Linked DNA regions of Mustela erminea: region 1 is linked to region 2. A link is a contact called in public Hi-C data. All regions are on one chromosome and are shown on one strand. Each heading gives the region's core, a stretch centred on a gene start, on an enhancer-like site or on the middle of the called end of the contact. The rest is flanking DNA. Distances are from core to core; before and after follow the strand shown. Region 1 holds the start of PIP4P1 (type 1 phosphatidylinositol 4,5-bisphosphate 4-phosphatase). Region 2 holds the start of RNASE4 (ribonuclease 4).

Region 1 (7,664 bases), core at 2,959-5,458, 190 kb before region 2:
AGAATGCTGGCTTCACTCCACAAGAGCGTCAAGGCTTTGGGGAATTACTACAGGCCGTGCCACTGGCTGACAGTTTCCGGCACCTCTACCCCAACACGGCCTATGCCTATACCTTTTGGACCTATATGATGAATGCTCGATCCAAAAATGTCGGTTGGCGCCTTGATTACTTTTTGTTGTCTCACTCTCTGTTACCTGCATTGTGTGACAGCAAGATCCGTTCCAAGGCCCTGGGTAGTGACCACTGTCCTATCACCCTATACTTAGCACTGTGACACCATCCCTAAATTACTTTAAACCTGGGAAATAAGCCCCCCAATTTAGCTTTAAAACTTAACCTCCCCAAAACATCTTTAAAAACTGCTCTCTAGAAATATGTGCACTGTATTTCCCTTCTAACAATACAAATCCTTCAACCAGCCTACTACTGATGCTTTTCTTTAAACCTCCCAATTTTTTTACATTAAAAAAAGCTACTGATGACTTCCTTTGAACTGTCCACATGAAAATAAAGAGCCATAGTTTCAGCCTTGCTGTCTTTGTATTCTACCCCTTCATAGGGCTACAAATTCCCCTCGTTTTTTACATATAAAGATAAACAACTAGAAAAGGATAGTCATGACCGTATTTATTTACAAGCACAGGATGAATCCCTAGCCTCCCCCAAGACAGCAACCCTACCCAGCCCAGTTAAATACTCCAACTAGGGGGTAAGGTTGGAAGGAGGAATTAAGGGAAATACAGGACTAGGGGAATATACCCCACATTAAATAGTTATATACACATCAGTTCCTGTGGTTCTGTACAGAGCAGCGGCTGACCCCACCCCCCCAGGACACGGAATGGGGGGAGAGGAGACTGAGGGTACTGAGGCCAGAGCCAGCCCCTGGTGAAGTGCAATAGCAGCAGCAAGGTCCTAATGGTGCACAAGAGGGAGGGAACCCCCAGGGCTACCCACCCCCACCCTGCCCTGGAATGTTTAAGGGACAGGAATGGCTCTCAGGGAGCATATTAGGAAGGACAAGGCTAGAACCCTCTTCTGGGACCCAGGTTTAGGGGCAACATTCTGTCTATTTCACCCTAAACAGCAGCCCTTGGAGGAAAGCAGATGGCCAGCAGTGGTCTTCTCTACCCCTCCAAACCTAGGTGAGGGCCTGGTTCCTTCCTACCTCTCCCCAGGGAAAAGGAAGGCAGCTGCTTGGCTCCCTTTACAGAAGCCGAGGGAGCCTTTTACCACGGTTCCCTTTGTAGTGTCACTGTCCCCACCAGGGAGGGGCCAGGCACAGTCTGTGGGTTGTCATGAAGCTCAGGAGAAGTTCTGGACAGGGTGGCTGACCTTCATACAGGCCCAATAGAGGGCCCGGCCCAAACACAGCACAGCCAACAGGATGACAAATGCCCAGGCTGCATAGATGCCTCCATATCTCCGTGCATGCTTCCATGTGCCAAACTGATGAAGAAGGAAGATGGGGTTACTGTTGATCTCTTAACATTTTCTAGAAATCATAGTAACAGACTGGGAGTTTCAATCCCTGGTTCCCTATCCATGTGTATCCATCTTCAGGGACCTTCTTAGACTTGTTCCGCTCCCTTCCCCTAGGCAAGTACATAAGTTATACAATCCCAGACATCTGTCAGTTTTTCTGACAGGTGAGCCAGGTTTCCTTACAAGAACTCTAATTTAACCCAATTCTCCACTGCCCTATCTTCTGCATAAAGAAGATGGCTGATTTTTACTCCTACAGTAACAATGAAGATTATCAATTACCTTCAAGTTCAGTTCACCTACACATTAAAACAAAACCCCCTCAGTTAATCTTTCACTGTTTTTAAGGTAGCCATTTCCCAAATCTTAGGCTATGGAGATGAGGCTGAAGACTGAGAGGGGCTGGATCAAGATTACTCACAGCAAGGCCAGTGGCAGTGACGGCCAAGAGTAAGCCAAGCAAGAAGCAGCAGATACATCTCTTTCGTGGATATCTGCGCCCAATAGATGACCTGTGGGGAGGCAAACAAATGGATGTTTGCAAAGGCCCTGCAGATTTTCCCACATATGTCAACAATTACTCACTCAACAATGCCACTCCAATCACTTACACTTTCCTGCAGTGAGGGCAACGGGCCAAGGTTCGGTCTGTGAATTCTGTCCACTATGGAGAACAAAAAGGGGAGAACCAATTAATAGAAGCAGGGCCATGTGTGATGAAGGCCTTGGGGCAGGGGAGGGTAGGAAATGAACAGAAGGGAAATTAGAACAAGCCTTTTTAGGATTCATTATCATAACTCAGAAATACATTCATGATTACTTCTGTTTCTACCCCTCCTTCCCAAGACTTCCCAATATTCCTCCTCACCAGGAAAGTATTCTTGCAATGTCCACAGATAACCCTGACACCCATAGGTTGTGGTTCCGGACTCAGAGGTCCTGGATGCACAGGCCCCAGGTTGATGATTCTTTTGCTGTAAAGAAGAAAATGACTACGTTTAAATAACTTTTAATCCTAAAGGTCCCCACACTATCCCTCCTCCACACCCTCCACTCCCGGCCTAAGTTCCTCTACTTCTCTGTACGTGTACTATACCCCATACCACCCCAACCCTATCCCCAGGGATTTGAGGAATAACACAATTTAAACTTCAGATCTCTAATTTCTCTTTTATCTCATGATAATTCACCCAGCTCACTAGACTATTTCCTATAAGACACCATTTCACCCCGATCTTTTTATTGTCAGATGTGAAAGATGTCTATAATATTCTAAAAGATACAACAGTCCGCAGTATTTTCCTCTTTCTAAATAAACATGAGGCTCTTTCAACTCAAGGTTCTCTGCAAACATTCATCCCTTTTACGTCTTTCCAATTTTTCCCACTGATGCCCTTCTCCACTTTATGTCTCTTACCAGTAAGGCCGAGGGCAGGCAATCCGCTGGGAAGTCACTTTGCAGATAAGGAGACAGTTACAGGGGCAACGAACATATTTTTTCCCTGGAGGTGCATTCTTGATTGGCTAGAGAATAATGAGGATATCGGTAAGCAAACCTCTAATTCCAATCCCTTCCATTTCCTCCAAAAACACCTTCTGAGGAGAGATCAGAGAAATAAGATTTTAGCCAGGACAAACAGATGAAATTATAACACGAGATTCACAAATAAAAACTAGGCTTAAGTATCCAGAACAGGTATGAAGGTACAGGATGGTAAACATTATCTTCAGTTGAGTGGCTTCTGGGGAATTGACAGTGTGAGACTTCTGGAACTGAAACCGGGGTTTCATGACTAGCACTTGGCTAACACCTGAAGGTCAGGGTCTAGAATCGAGGGATCAGAAAGCGGATCTAGGAAACAGGGCCCATTTCATAGATATGTATAACTCACAGTGGCTTCATTGCAGACGCCGCATTTGACTACATGCTGATGCATCTTGCCTTCCACGTTGATGAGAGACTGGCAGACTCGGCAGGTGATCATAGGGGCACTCCCACTGTCCGGGCTGGTCAGAGGGGAGTAGGGGGGCGGGTCCTCCCCAGGCAACACGGCGGGGTGTCCCTCAGGGAACGGGGGAAATGCTGAAGAGGAAAGTAAAAAGGAGGGTGGCATCACTTGAAGACACCTCACTGATGCTCCAAAGGGTCAAGGAACTCTTTTTCGTCCGCAACCCTGCTGACCTAGCTCGGCGGGCTTCTTATAATCCGTGCTTCCCTAGAAGCCCCTTCCTTTCCCAAGCTCCTTAGCAATTGCGAAAGAAAAAGACAGCTTCACCCAGTCACAGGTGCAGCTGCTCCGCACCTGGCGCTGGGGCCCCGCCTCCGCCCCAGGCCCCGCCCCCTCCCTCTGCTAGAGAGTACCCCCCGGGAACACCTCGGACCCGCCCCGGCTTACCCTGGGGCGGGGCATGTTTACCGGCTCCGTAAGGTGGTGCGGAAGGGGTCAGGCCTCCCCCGGGCCCAGCCCCACTCCCGCCCGGCCCCACTAATCCGTTGCCGCCGGCGCCACCGTCGATGGGCTCGGAGAGCAGCGGGGATCGCTCTCCGTCTGCCGCCATGGCCGCCGCCGCCACCGCCTCCTGCTTCGGCCAAGGATCCGGCTCTCTCCGCCGCTGCCGTCTCCGCAGCCACCGCCGCCGCCGCTACCGGGTCCCCAGGGCGCCTGCGCGCCTCGCGCCCAGCTCGCCCCGCAACCAGTGGCCCACCCCGCCCGATTCCGTCCCGCAAGCACGTGATAGGCTATCCCCGCCCCGGCCGTGCTGTTATTCGTGGCCACAAATCAATTCTTGGTCCTGCCAAGGCAGCTCTTTTTTTCCCATTGGGGAGCGCCGCGGCAACGTCAACTGTCACATGATCTCCCGGAGGCCGCTGGGCCTGCAAAAACTGCACGTGACGAGAGGTTCTGCGAGCCATTGGAAGCGTGGCCATCGCGTTACCTCCAGACCAGGAGGTGGGGCTAGGCGGCTTCAGCGGGCTGGTCACGTGTTTCAGGAAGCCGCGCGTCCTCTGTTACGCGCCCACAGTGGGCGCGGAATCATTGCTCCTTATTGGCCCAAAGATGCCACTAAAAGACATCTCCTCTTTGCGGTTACAGTTGGTCTCCCATTGGCTGGCCTCTCTGGTCCTGTGACCCGTGGGGTGCAACTGTATTGGTCCGAACTTTGGTCCAGAAGCCGGGGGCGTGGTTGAAGGAGCGGGCAGTGAAAGTGACAGAGCTGGGGCGGAGCTGCAAGAGGAGGGAGGTCGGTGGTGCTTAGGCAGGCTGCAAAGACACCTGGAAAAAGTTGGGAGTAAAGATGTACCAGTACGAAATGGATTGAAACGTTAAGGTTACCCAGCCTTTCTCGCTGGAGTCACTTCTGGAACCAAACCCAAGCCTGGCTTCTCCAGGAACCTGCCTTGCAAACTCCACCTTCCCACGCCTCATCCCTGTTATGAATTTACCTCTTTAATGAGTCTGGATCTACCACTACAAAGATATCTCATGTTTTACTCCATTTCTTGACCCGATTAAGTATAGGGATATTTTAATTACTTTGTCTGACAAGATGAGACCGTTTTTAGACTAGTCACAACTTTGCCCCAACCAGGATACTGCTAATGGAGGTTATTCTGACAAGTACTGGAAAAGCTCCTGAGCAGCTCGGGCGTTTAAACATAGAGCCAATCCTACTCACTCTCCGGTTCATCCGTATTCCTCCATACTCAATTTGCATGGCTAAGACTACAGGTCCCCTCCCCCTAAACACCTGTTTCCGAAAGAAGTCTTATGAAATCTTTCCTAAGCTGAAGTAAATAAAGGGAAGAAACAATTATCATTAATTATTATGGAAAATTTTTTGAGTGGTCCCAAACGCCCAAAATAATCTCTCTTAGGCTTTTCTGATACAGTAGGACACATCTTGCTAAGATATGAACAAAATACATAGAGAAAAAAAGCACAGAGCTTCAAAGACACAATTCAAATCTATGGTGGCTTCATGCTGAGTGTAGTTCCCAGGGAAGGAGCTGGGTGGTGCCACTTTCCCTTCTAGACGTGTTGCCTCCACCGGAGTCAGCGGCGGAACAGTGAAAGCTATTTTCCTTTTTTTTTTTTTTTTTTTTTTTTTTTTAAAGCTAAAAGGCTCTTCGGATTTCTTACGCTTAGGGAAAACATTTACAGGCATACCAAGTTTTAGGGTGCTTGGCTTTAATGCTCGTCGCGGGTATTGCGGTTTTTTACAAACTGAAGATTGTGGCAATCCGGTGTCAGGCAAATTTATCAGCGCCATTTTTCCCACAGCATTTTTTCACTTCGTGTCTGAGTCACCTTTTGGTAATTATACAACATTGCAAATTTATCCATTATTATTATATTGGTTGTGGTGATCTGTAATTAGTGATTACAACTTGCTGAAAGCTCAGATGATTAGTTAGCCTTTTTCTTACCAGGTGGGAAATTTTATTTCTTAATTGGATGCCTCATGAAATCCATCCTTCCAAAAGCAACAGTAATAAATTATGACATTATGAAATTTTCAAACATATGAGCTACTTATTAACAAATGATTAAGCCTCATTACTGAAATATCTTGCGTCAGTATACCAAGAGCTTTTGCCTTCTCAGTTACTTGTTAGGTGGAAACAGATCCTAGGAACATTAAATCATTTCTTTATGTTCTGTCTTGAATGCACGTTTGCACTGGCTTTACCTCCTTTGAATTATAACTTTCTATCTCCAACTATGCCGTGTTGTTCCAAAAATATATTACATTTAAATTTTTATGTCCATCTGTATTTTCTTTTGTAGATTTTGATGACAAGGTATATATATCTTTGGGTTTAATTTTTTTTATTAATGGTTAGCATTTTTAGCAGTATTTAATCAAGGTAAGTACTTTTTCAGATATACTGTTGCACACTTAATAGACTATAATATTGTGTAAACATAACTTTTATACACATTGGGAAACCAAAAAACTCACTTGAATCACTCTATTGTGGTATTATCATTGTTCCAATGGTCTGGAACTAAACCTGCAATATTTCTGAGGTATACCTGTACTAATGTAGGTGTTTCATAAACCAAAGTGGCATAACTTGAACTTGCAAAAAGTAGGGGACACCTGCAATTTTCAAGCCTACCAAAGTGCTCTACCAAATGGGTACCTAAACAGCAGGATCCCCCCACATCTTTCAACTTGATTGGGTGTTTCAGGTTGGGCAGGTTCAGAAGTCAAGGTGAGTGATCCCTTGTTATGTAAAGAATAGTTTAGGAGGATTTCTTTAATTATGTCAGTGTAGGATGAGTTGACTATTATTCTGGGATTAATGATGGATGATAGAATAAAAGTCTTTGTTTCAGGTGTTACTAAAGTAATTTCCTCTAATTAAGCAAGTACAGTTGGGAAGGACCCCGTTGTCATAGGATGAGGAAATACTGGGAGACAAAGACACAAGGTAGTACCAGCTCATGGTGGTGGTAAATATCTGATTGAGACAGATGGGCAATTTTAGCTCAGATCTATTAAATGTAGAGGATCCTTGACTGAAAACCATGCTGGAATGGCTGTGTCTCTATCACACAAGGAACGTAGCCACACTGAGTTTCCCCAGGTCATAGCTCAAATGGTAATTGCCTTACATCTGGGAGGTGACAGGGAATTGAAAAGACAACTCCAAGGACCATGGCCAGGTTAGCCAGAAGCCTCTCCAATGAGCCTAACATTGAAGGAAGTACAACCCACCCCAAATACGGGATGATAAAGGAATCGCTGCTGTCCTAGCACTTGTGGCTGCTGCAGGAGCTGGAGACTTCACCTGGGTTCTGATCATTAGACAACTTTCCCAGGGCAGGTTCTACTTAGATGCTGGTATCCTCCCACCACCCAGGCCCCACATACACCTAATGAACTAAGGAACATCTGGATTCAAATGGGGAAGGGACTGGAGCTCTACAGGGGGACAGGCCAGTCTGCTGCTCTTTATAGTGTTTCTGGCACACAAACCCAAGTGTTCACTCTACAGTGTAACAGTGTTCATTATTTGTATGTTAGTTATACTTACATTCCAAAACCTGTCCTTTTATGACTCTCTCAACCTTCACCAAAGTCATATTTGATATCTGTTTATTTTTTGTTATAGTCAGTTAACCAACATATATTAGTTTTTGATGTAGTGTTCAGCGATACATTAGTT
Region 2 (7,804 bases), core at 2,654-5,153:
TTTTAGTTCAAATTCAATTAGCCAACATATAGTACAACATTAGTTTCTGACATAGTGTTCAGTGTCCATTTTCGATTTTTAAAAGGGTGTAACTTCATTCCACAAATCTCTCAGTCTCCTACTAACCTGACTTCTTCCGTTTCCGTTACTTCCAGGAGGGCAGATATCTGCCCCAGGCAGTGTACGGCCTTGGTTCCTTAAAAGCCTCGGTTTTTCTTTCAGACTTTGCTCAGACATTTTCTTCTACCAGAGACCACTCCTTGCCCAAACTGCCTCTTAACCTCTCAAGTGCAGCTCAAATCCCACTCCCACCTGAAGATTTGAAGAGTGATGGCTCACCCTGCAAATTTGCGAAGCTTGGCACTGTCCACCACCCGCTCACAGCTGGCACAGCTACTTTTCACTATTCTCTTTCATAAAAACTAAATTTCTCTTATTCCATAAGACTGTGACAGGGACTTCAAGTTAAAGACCGTATCTGATGCCTTGTTCCTAGTGCACAGCCCAGCACAGAATTGGGAGTTCCGTGTTTGTTGCATGAAGAAATGAATTAAATAACGAACCAACAAATGCTTGCTCTGGCGCAGAGGCTCGAGCTGTACGGAAGGTCCATACACAGAAAGAACTTGAAGAAGGAGGTTGAAAGTTGGTGGCTATCCTGAGTCAAGGAGAAAATCAGTGGGAAGGCCGAGAGATCTGTGGTCGTCAACTTCCTCTACTTCGCGTTTCCTCTCCCTGGCGAGGAGAGGTCTGAGGTGGACTCTGGGTTGTAATGTGTAGGTTTAGGCAGATTTCTCCGATCTTTAAAATAGTGGTGTCTGTTATCACTGGCCCTCATATTGCGTTATCCCTAGCAAGGGCGTGCAGACCAAATTCCAAGAGTAAATAGATTGAAACAAAATTCGAATTTTGTCCACTTCCTACATTTAATCCCCCTAACAAAGGCCCAGCATTAAAAAACGTTCCTTTTCAAAGAAAGAAGCAAACAAATCGCTCACGAGGCCCTATAGCTCAGGGGTTAGAGCACTGGTCTTGTAAACCAGGGGTCGCGAGTTCAAATCTCGCTGGGGCCTTAACCCTTATTTCTTACTCTTTTAAATAAGACTTCCCGCCCTCCCCTCCGGTAATTTTAACCCTTGCGGAAATTCGGTTCGTGTGTCTTCTCGCCACGGTCCCACTACCTGAATAAACCAAGCTGAAGAGATCCGTTTCCTCTTACGCGCTACTGCGCAAGTGCGGGTCTGCTGCCTGGAATGCCGCGGAGTCCATTAGAAGCTGCAGGAAGAGCTCCCTGCGTCCGCGGGCGCCGGGGCTGTGCTGACCCGCCGCGAGAGCCCTTCCGGAGGACGGCGGGAGCCGGAGAAGGGCTGAGGGCGGTGGGGGCGGTGGGGGCGGCGGCGCGGGGGTGGGGGTAGACCATGGGAGTCCGGCCCAGTGCCCCGCTCAGCACAGGCTTTGAACCCTGCTGAACAGGCTCCCCTTCCGAAAGGGAGGAGGCGTTTGGGAGGAGTATGCTGTTCCGCAAGGTTTCCTGTGACCGCGAGTTTTCCAACACTTGACTACCCCAGCGGGAAAACGAAGGCCGAGACTTGGGTCACTAAGTTTGTTATCGGCTCAGAGGAATTGCGGCTTCCTCTTTGAAACACCTTAAGATATTTTCTCCAGAAGTCCTTTCTCGCGGAAACACTGGGCTATGCTCCACATCCTCTTTCTCCCCGAGTCTGTGGACGTATTCACGGAAGAGTTGCGCCTCGCCTGTGGAGAAGCGGTTGGATTCCGAGGCGAGCACAGGAAGTGAGGAAAAGCGAAGAGGCCCGAGCCAGACCCGGGAGGCCCGCCCTCTCCGCCTGGCGCCGAGCTGCGCGGGCGGAGCTGCGTGTCCCACCGCCGCACTCCCTAGTTCTTCCCGGCCGTTGGCGGCTTCCACGCCGCACACATCGCGGCGGGAGGTCCCGGGCTGCGCGCTTACGGCAGCCAACCGCCCCCGGGCGAGCAGATGCCCCCAGACCTGGGCGGCCTCGTGATGTACCGGGTCTGGGGGTGCCTGTGAGGAGCCCACGGGTTGTCCTGCTTTGGAAGCCCCTCCGTGCGGTCGGGGAATCCGGCTCTAGAAGGGTTGTCCCCAGAAATGCGGGCGGGGCTTTCTCAGAGGCTGGCTTTGTGACCCTGCGATGTCCACGCCTCTGTAGATTGTTTCTCCCGCGCCCCTATTTGTAGGTGTCCTGAATAGGTGACTCTAGAGAGGAAAAACTCGTACCCCCTTCGATAGCTCAGCTGGTAGAGCGGAGGACTGTAGCGCGCTTTCTGTGTGGTCATCCTTAGGTCGCTGGTTCGATTCCGGCTCGAAGGAGGAGCTGCAGTTTTGGGGTTTGCAGTCGACTACCACTTGTTTCCTGTGGGGCATTTTGTCTTCTGGAATCGACTTCTCCAGACCTTATTCCTGTCCCCAAGAGAAAGTTTGAGCTCTCCAAGCATATATGAACAAATGGATCCCGTTGGGCAGTTTCTTAGTGAGGTGGCGAGTGTGAGCCAACTCTGTCAGCCAGCTGGGAGAATTTTGAGTTAACGTCCCCTCACATGATTCTTTTGGCTTCTAGTTGATCCACTCGTTGATACAGAACATTATATATAAACGCTGTGTGCGCTGTCTGCGTGGTGCGCCCGGAGCGACTCCACCTTGAGGAAAAAACCGCTTGGACTGGGACCCCCGACCCGAGCGTCCGCCCCCTTCCATACACACAGCCATTCAGGGGGAGGTCCTTACACGGCAGCTTTAGTTTATCTTTTTATACATATCTGTAGTTCTACAAAAAAGATTTTGGGCCAGAACAGGAAGGGCCAACAGGATCTGACGCGAATTTGGCTGTGACGAAGAATTCCAGACCGAGGGAACAAGTGAAACAAAGGTGGGAGATGGAACCCTTGATTCTCCTTCAGGGCCTGGACCATCCGAACACACGCCAGACTGGCGCACCTCCCACCAAATCGGGCTCCTGGGATTTTGATGCCCACCATTTCCCGCCTAGGATGTTAGGCTCGTTCGACGTGGTAGCAGACTGACACGCTTCCCGCGCGTCCAGCCTGAGGCTCAGGACCCTCCAGGCTCGCAAGCGAGCTCCGCTCGGGTCCTCGGACTCCCGCCGCGCTCCCGCCGCGCTCCCGCCGCGCTCCCGCCGCGCTCCCGCCGCGCTCCCGCCGCGCTCCCGCCGCGCTCCCGCCGCGCTCCCGCCGCGCTCCCGTAGCGCTCGAGCTCGCGCCCAGAGCCGTCCGGCAGTGCTCGGTGGAGCTCACCCACGCGGCGCGAGGTCTGGAAACTGACCCTCCTCACCCCATCCGGCCCCTGGAGGGGTCCAGGATGTGGATCGGGGAGAATAAGCGAGGCTAGGGCCGAGCCAGGCTTCAAAGGAGTGAGACTTCATGAAAATGAGAGACAACGAAGCAAGGCCAAAAGTAAATGTCACAATGCAGGACGAAGCTCGGAAACAGCCTGGCGGCCAACTGCACACTAGAAAGTACTGTTCAGAGAAAATAAAGCCATTCTTGTCGCATCGGCTCGTTGGTCTAGGGGTATGATTCTCGCTTTGGGTGCGAGAGGTCCCGGGTTCAAATCCCGGACGAGCCCTTGTTTTTTTTTTTCTCCTGCCCTCGAAACTATGCAAAAGTTCAGATCTCTACAAACGTCCTCGCTTTCCGACTGTTCTGCACAAGAGGTGCGCTGAACCAACGAATGCCACAGAGGGCTGACGAGCTGTGCAGGGAGAAACCGCCTGGTCTCCTGGACTAACCGCCAGCTGACACCTCGGAGGGACCGCCTCGCTCCCAAGAGCAGGGGTTGGTGTCCCCAGGCCCGTTGTCCCTGGAGGTGCGTGGGGCTCGGGTCTGCAGGCCCTCTCCTTTCTCAGGCAGGGCCCGCCCGCCGCGCCCACTGCAGAGGCGGGTCTAGGCGGGAGGGGCGTCCGGGGAGAAACAGGGCGCGGTCCCAACTGCACCGAGGCTCCCCCGTCGCCTTCCTCTCCCTGCTGCGTGCCCCGTCCGTTCCTGTACACACACGTATGCCGACCCCACCCAGGATCCAAAGCAAGATTTAAAAGGAAGTCTTTGCGTTTTCTACCTGCTCCCTATCATCCTACAGGTAGGGGAAGAAGCCGTGAGAAAAACTTCTTTCCGCTGTCCTGCGCGTTTCTGCAGCCCCGTTCCAGGCCGAGGTGGGTTCACATCCTGCTCTCTTTCCTCCTCCTCAGTAGTTTTACCAAGAGCGTTTTGGCCCGAGGAGCCCCTTCTTAGCAGAGACAGTGTGGGACTCCTCGGGGAGGCGTTTGCAGAACCGCGTTGGAGCCGCTCAGGAGTACGAAGGAAGGTCCAAAGTCTTGTTCTTTTATGAGTTAGCGACTCTACATTTCTACCCTGAGATTTACTTCCCGCAGCCGAGCAGAGACATTCTAGGCGCTAGACTTTCCCGAAGCAAAGACGGCTTCGGGAAAGTCTAGCGCCTAGAATGTAGGGTCAGAAGAGGGCGCGGAACTGGCGAACGGGGTGGAGGCCCGGGAAGGCCTGCACTTGCCCAAACCCAAGGATTCTTTACTTGGTACCCAGGTGGATCGCCAGATTTAGGCCTTGTCCAGTTTTTGCCAGCATAACTGCCTTGTGGGGCTTGCGTTTTTGTTTTCTGGTGACTCACTTCTCTCTCCCCACCCGCAGCCAATGTTGCAAAATTACAGGATTCACTGCCAACAGGCTCTTCTTTAAGCTTTCTTACTAAAGTGTTGGGATCCTCAGTCTTTTTACTCTGAGACAGCGTGTCATATGGTAACACATTGGCAAAAGAGAACATCTTTATTCAAGAAGGACAGTAAAAACAATTTCAGCATCATTCTGGGGACTAGGGAAATCTCAAATGAGGCAAGACCCTCCCTTTGTGTCCCTAACCTTATAATCAAGTCATAAATATAATCACTAGAAACTCAAGTGGTATTATTATCTGAACAGCACTGGCCAACTTCCCAGAAGCAGTCTTAGGTATTCAAAGAACTACCAACAACACAGTTACTAACTGTGCAGAAGGATAATTTTGTTACACACACTTTATTATAAGCAACTCTTTTTACAGATAAAATATTATTGAAATTCATGGAATATTCAGTAGGTTTTCCTCAAACAGCAGCTTTCGGTGGCATCTTTAAAATTAGCTTTATTTTTCTAGAAATTGCTAGTGTGGACTATGAAACCTATGTGGTGCATTAGAAAGCTTCTAGTCCCTGGAACACCAGATGTTCCTGGTGCAGTACATGTTTTCTTTCTCTGTACCTCAGTATCCTCATCTGTTCTATGAGGCCTTGAGAGATAGTCCTCCAGGTCTCCCTCTTTCTTATTCTATGACTTCTTGGGGTGGCAGGGTGGTAGTAAGATGGTACTTATAGAAAAGAAGGTACTCTATTAATGTGGACAAGAGCTATGTAGTTTGGCAGAACAGATGGGGAAACTATTCCAGGAAAAGAAGAATGGCTCTGGCTATTGGTGCAAGAGCAGATGTCAGGTTACAATCAGGCAAAGGTAAGAGATTTGTCAAGTTATTGTTGGAAGCATTTGCCCATGTGATTCAGAAATTAAAGTAGATGGCTAAGAAAGTGGACCGAAGCAGGCCAATGAAACCCCTCATTAAAAGTTTTCATTTAGGGGTGCCTGGGTGGCTCAGTGGGTTAAACCTCTGCCTTTGGCTCAGGTCATGATCTCTGGGTCCTGGGATTGAGCCCCACATAGGGCTCCCTGCTCAGCTGGGAGTCTGCTTCCCCCGCTCTCTCTGCCTGCCTCTCTGCCTACTTGTGATCTCTCTCTCTCTCTCTCTCTCTGTGTGTCAAATAAATAAAAAAATCTTTAAAAAAAAGTTTTTATTTAATCTGAATTTAAGTGAAGAGCAATCTCTGTTAACAGTTATTCTCAGCAGAACACCTTGAAATCTGGGAAAGAGAATGGGCACAAAGCTCAGTTTGTTGAAAAGTGAATGTGTAACTTCTGTTTTTGTTTGAAAACACACAGGCATGTCAACAAGACTTTGGCCCATTCTCCCATAGCCATAGTGTCTCCCACTCCTGGAGATGTTATCCTTCTTTTCATTGGATCTTCATCCTCTTTTAACCATTAGTTCTGTTAGTAAATTAATTTCATGCTTATAAACCTAAAAAAAATGTTAGAGTTCAAACAAATGAAAAGATTAGTCACTTCTCTCCATCACCTAATTTTATAATTTGTCTTAAGGACAGAATTAAACATATGTACTCTGTATAAAGGGTAAAGGACACCAGCACTTGAGTCCTTAGAAGAAGAACCCTGGGCTGCCTGTGTCTATGTGCAAGATGTGAAGAAGAGACACAGGAAAATTTTCAGGAAAAGGATGATGACTTTTAAGTTGAAGCTGTCAAAACATTTTTAAAAAATATATGATTGGGCTTTTTTCAATTGACAATTGCTTTACACCTATTAAAATTACTGAAGATTTTATATATATATATATATGTATATATATATATATATATACTCCTTGTTTTAGGTAGTTTGCAATACAAATGAATAAGCACTTAGAGGCATTTTAATGAAATAGTCAAACTTTTTTTCCCCAAACCTTTATTTTCTGTTTCATCAAAACCTCATTGTGCCAAGATGGAAAAAAAAAAAAAAAAAAAGAAAATAAAAGAAAGAAAAACAATTAACCACTCACCATTCACCTAACTGGTTTTTTGTTTTTTTGCGTGGGGGAGGCTGTGAATTCTCCCCAAGTTTTCAAGTGAAATCCCGGAGGCCAGAAAGTGACCTGGCTGTGTTCAGACACTAGAGGCTGCTCCCCAGCACCACAGAATAAAGCTAACATCAGAAGCTGATCTGTTTGTGTGAGTTGGTGTTTGAATTGGTGTTTCAAGCCATGGGACTGTGTGTGTGTGTGAGTGTGTGTATGGGTGTGTGATGCTGGAATGGAGTACCTTATCTCTGCCTTCAGGTGATTTACCAGAGATTTACTCAAGCCTGTTGCTCAAGTCATCTTGATCCCCACAGACTTTGGGAGTGAGCAGCTTCTTCTGTAGTCTGGGATTGCTGAGGTCTTAAGGATGTTGTATGGGCCTGGCAGTGTCTTCCCCACCAAACGACAGGCTTGTATCTCTTTAGAATTCAGTTCTTCAGCCTCTTTTAAAAAAGTGATACATGATTAATTTAAAATAGGTACCACTCAAATAGTTAGGGTTTGCCCACAAAAGGAAAGTCCGCATTCGGGTGCTCTGTTAGATACCAGTAGAGGCCCCACTCAGCGAGCCCCACGTCTTCTTGTTGAATAATCTCTCTGTACCTAAAGGACTTTGAACTTTGGTGTTTGGCAGAACAATTGTATGGGCAGAGACACCTGTCCCTTCCTTTCCAGAGACTTCAGTAACTCTGAGGCACCAGGTACTGAGGGAGAGGTAGTTTGTGGCTGTGTGCTTGGTCCTTTTTTCACTTCCTCAGACTTTTTTCCTTTTAGCTCAGAATTTGGGTGGAGATGTAGGAAAAAGGGAAGAGGGCAGGGGAAAAAAGCGAAGCAAGGCAGAACTGTGCCTTACCACAGCTGAAAAGCCACTGAAGTTTGTTTTTTCCAGGTTTGCCATGCTGTCTACTTTTCCTCCTCCTCAAATCCTCAAGCCACTTCAGCTACCAAAATCTATTCATTTTTAAAGATTTTAATTATGTGAGAGAGAGAGTGAGAGTATGTCAGTAGGGAGTGGCAGAAGCGGACTTCCCACCAAGCAGGGAGCCTTATGTGGGGGTTGATCCCAGGACCCCT

The links. Hi-C and Micro-C count contacts between places; a contact is called where the count stands out from the background.
Region 1: a contact with region 2 is called in a Hi-C map of spleen, with 6 times the contacts expected there. The contact joins the promoter of PIP4P1 here to the promoter of RNASE4 in region 2. A contact is called at or near these places in 2 of 3 Hi-C or Micro-C datasets (skeletal muscle and spleen).

What each region holds. Positions count from the first base shown.
Region 1 is chr5:51,836,235-51,843,898 of mMusErm1.Pri, reverse strand. It overlaps PIP4P1 (type 1 phosphatidylinositol 4,5-bisphosphate 4-phosphatase), which reads right to left and starts at 4,208. Exons shown (of 7, transcript XM_032343146.1): 1 at 3,883-4,208; 2 at 3,379-3,569; 3 at 2,904-3,010; 4 at 2,355-2,460; 5 at 2,098-2,150; 6 at 1,908-1,998; 7 at 1,143-1,450. The coding sequence starts at 4,045. The coding sequence ends at 1,307. It overlaps APEX1 (DNA-(apurinic or apyrimidinic site) lyase), which reads left to right. Exons shown (of 5, transcript XM_032343142.1): 5 at 1-527. The coding sequence ends at 275.
Region 2 is chr5:51,647,817-51,655,620 of mMusErm1.Pri, reverse strand. RNASE4 (ribonuclease 4) reads left to right here and starts at 3,903. Exons shown (of 2, transcript XM_032343137.1): 1 at 3,903-4,132. It overlaps LOC116590816 (ribonuclease K3-like), which reads left to right and starts at 4,133. Exons shown (of 3, transcript XM_032343134.1): 1 at 4,133-4,205. It overlaps TRNAP-UGG (a tRNA gene), which reads left to right and starts at 3,551; the gene lies at 3,551-3,622. It overlaps TRNAY-GUA (a tRNA gene), which reads left to right and starts at 2,260; the gene lies at 2,260-2,350. It also overlaps TRNAT-UGU.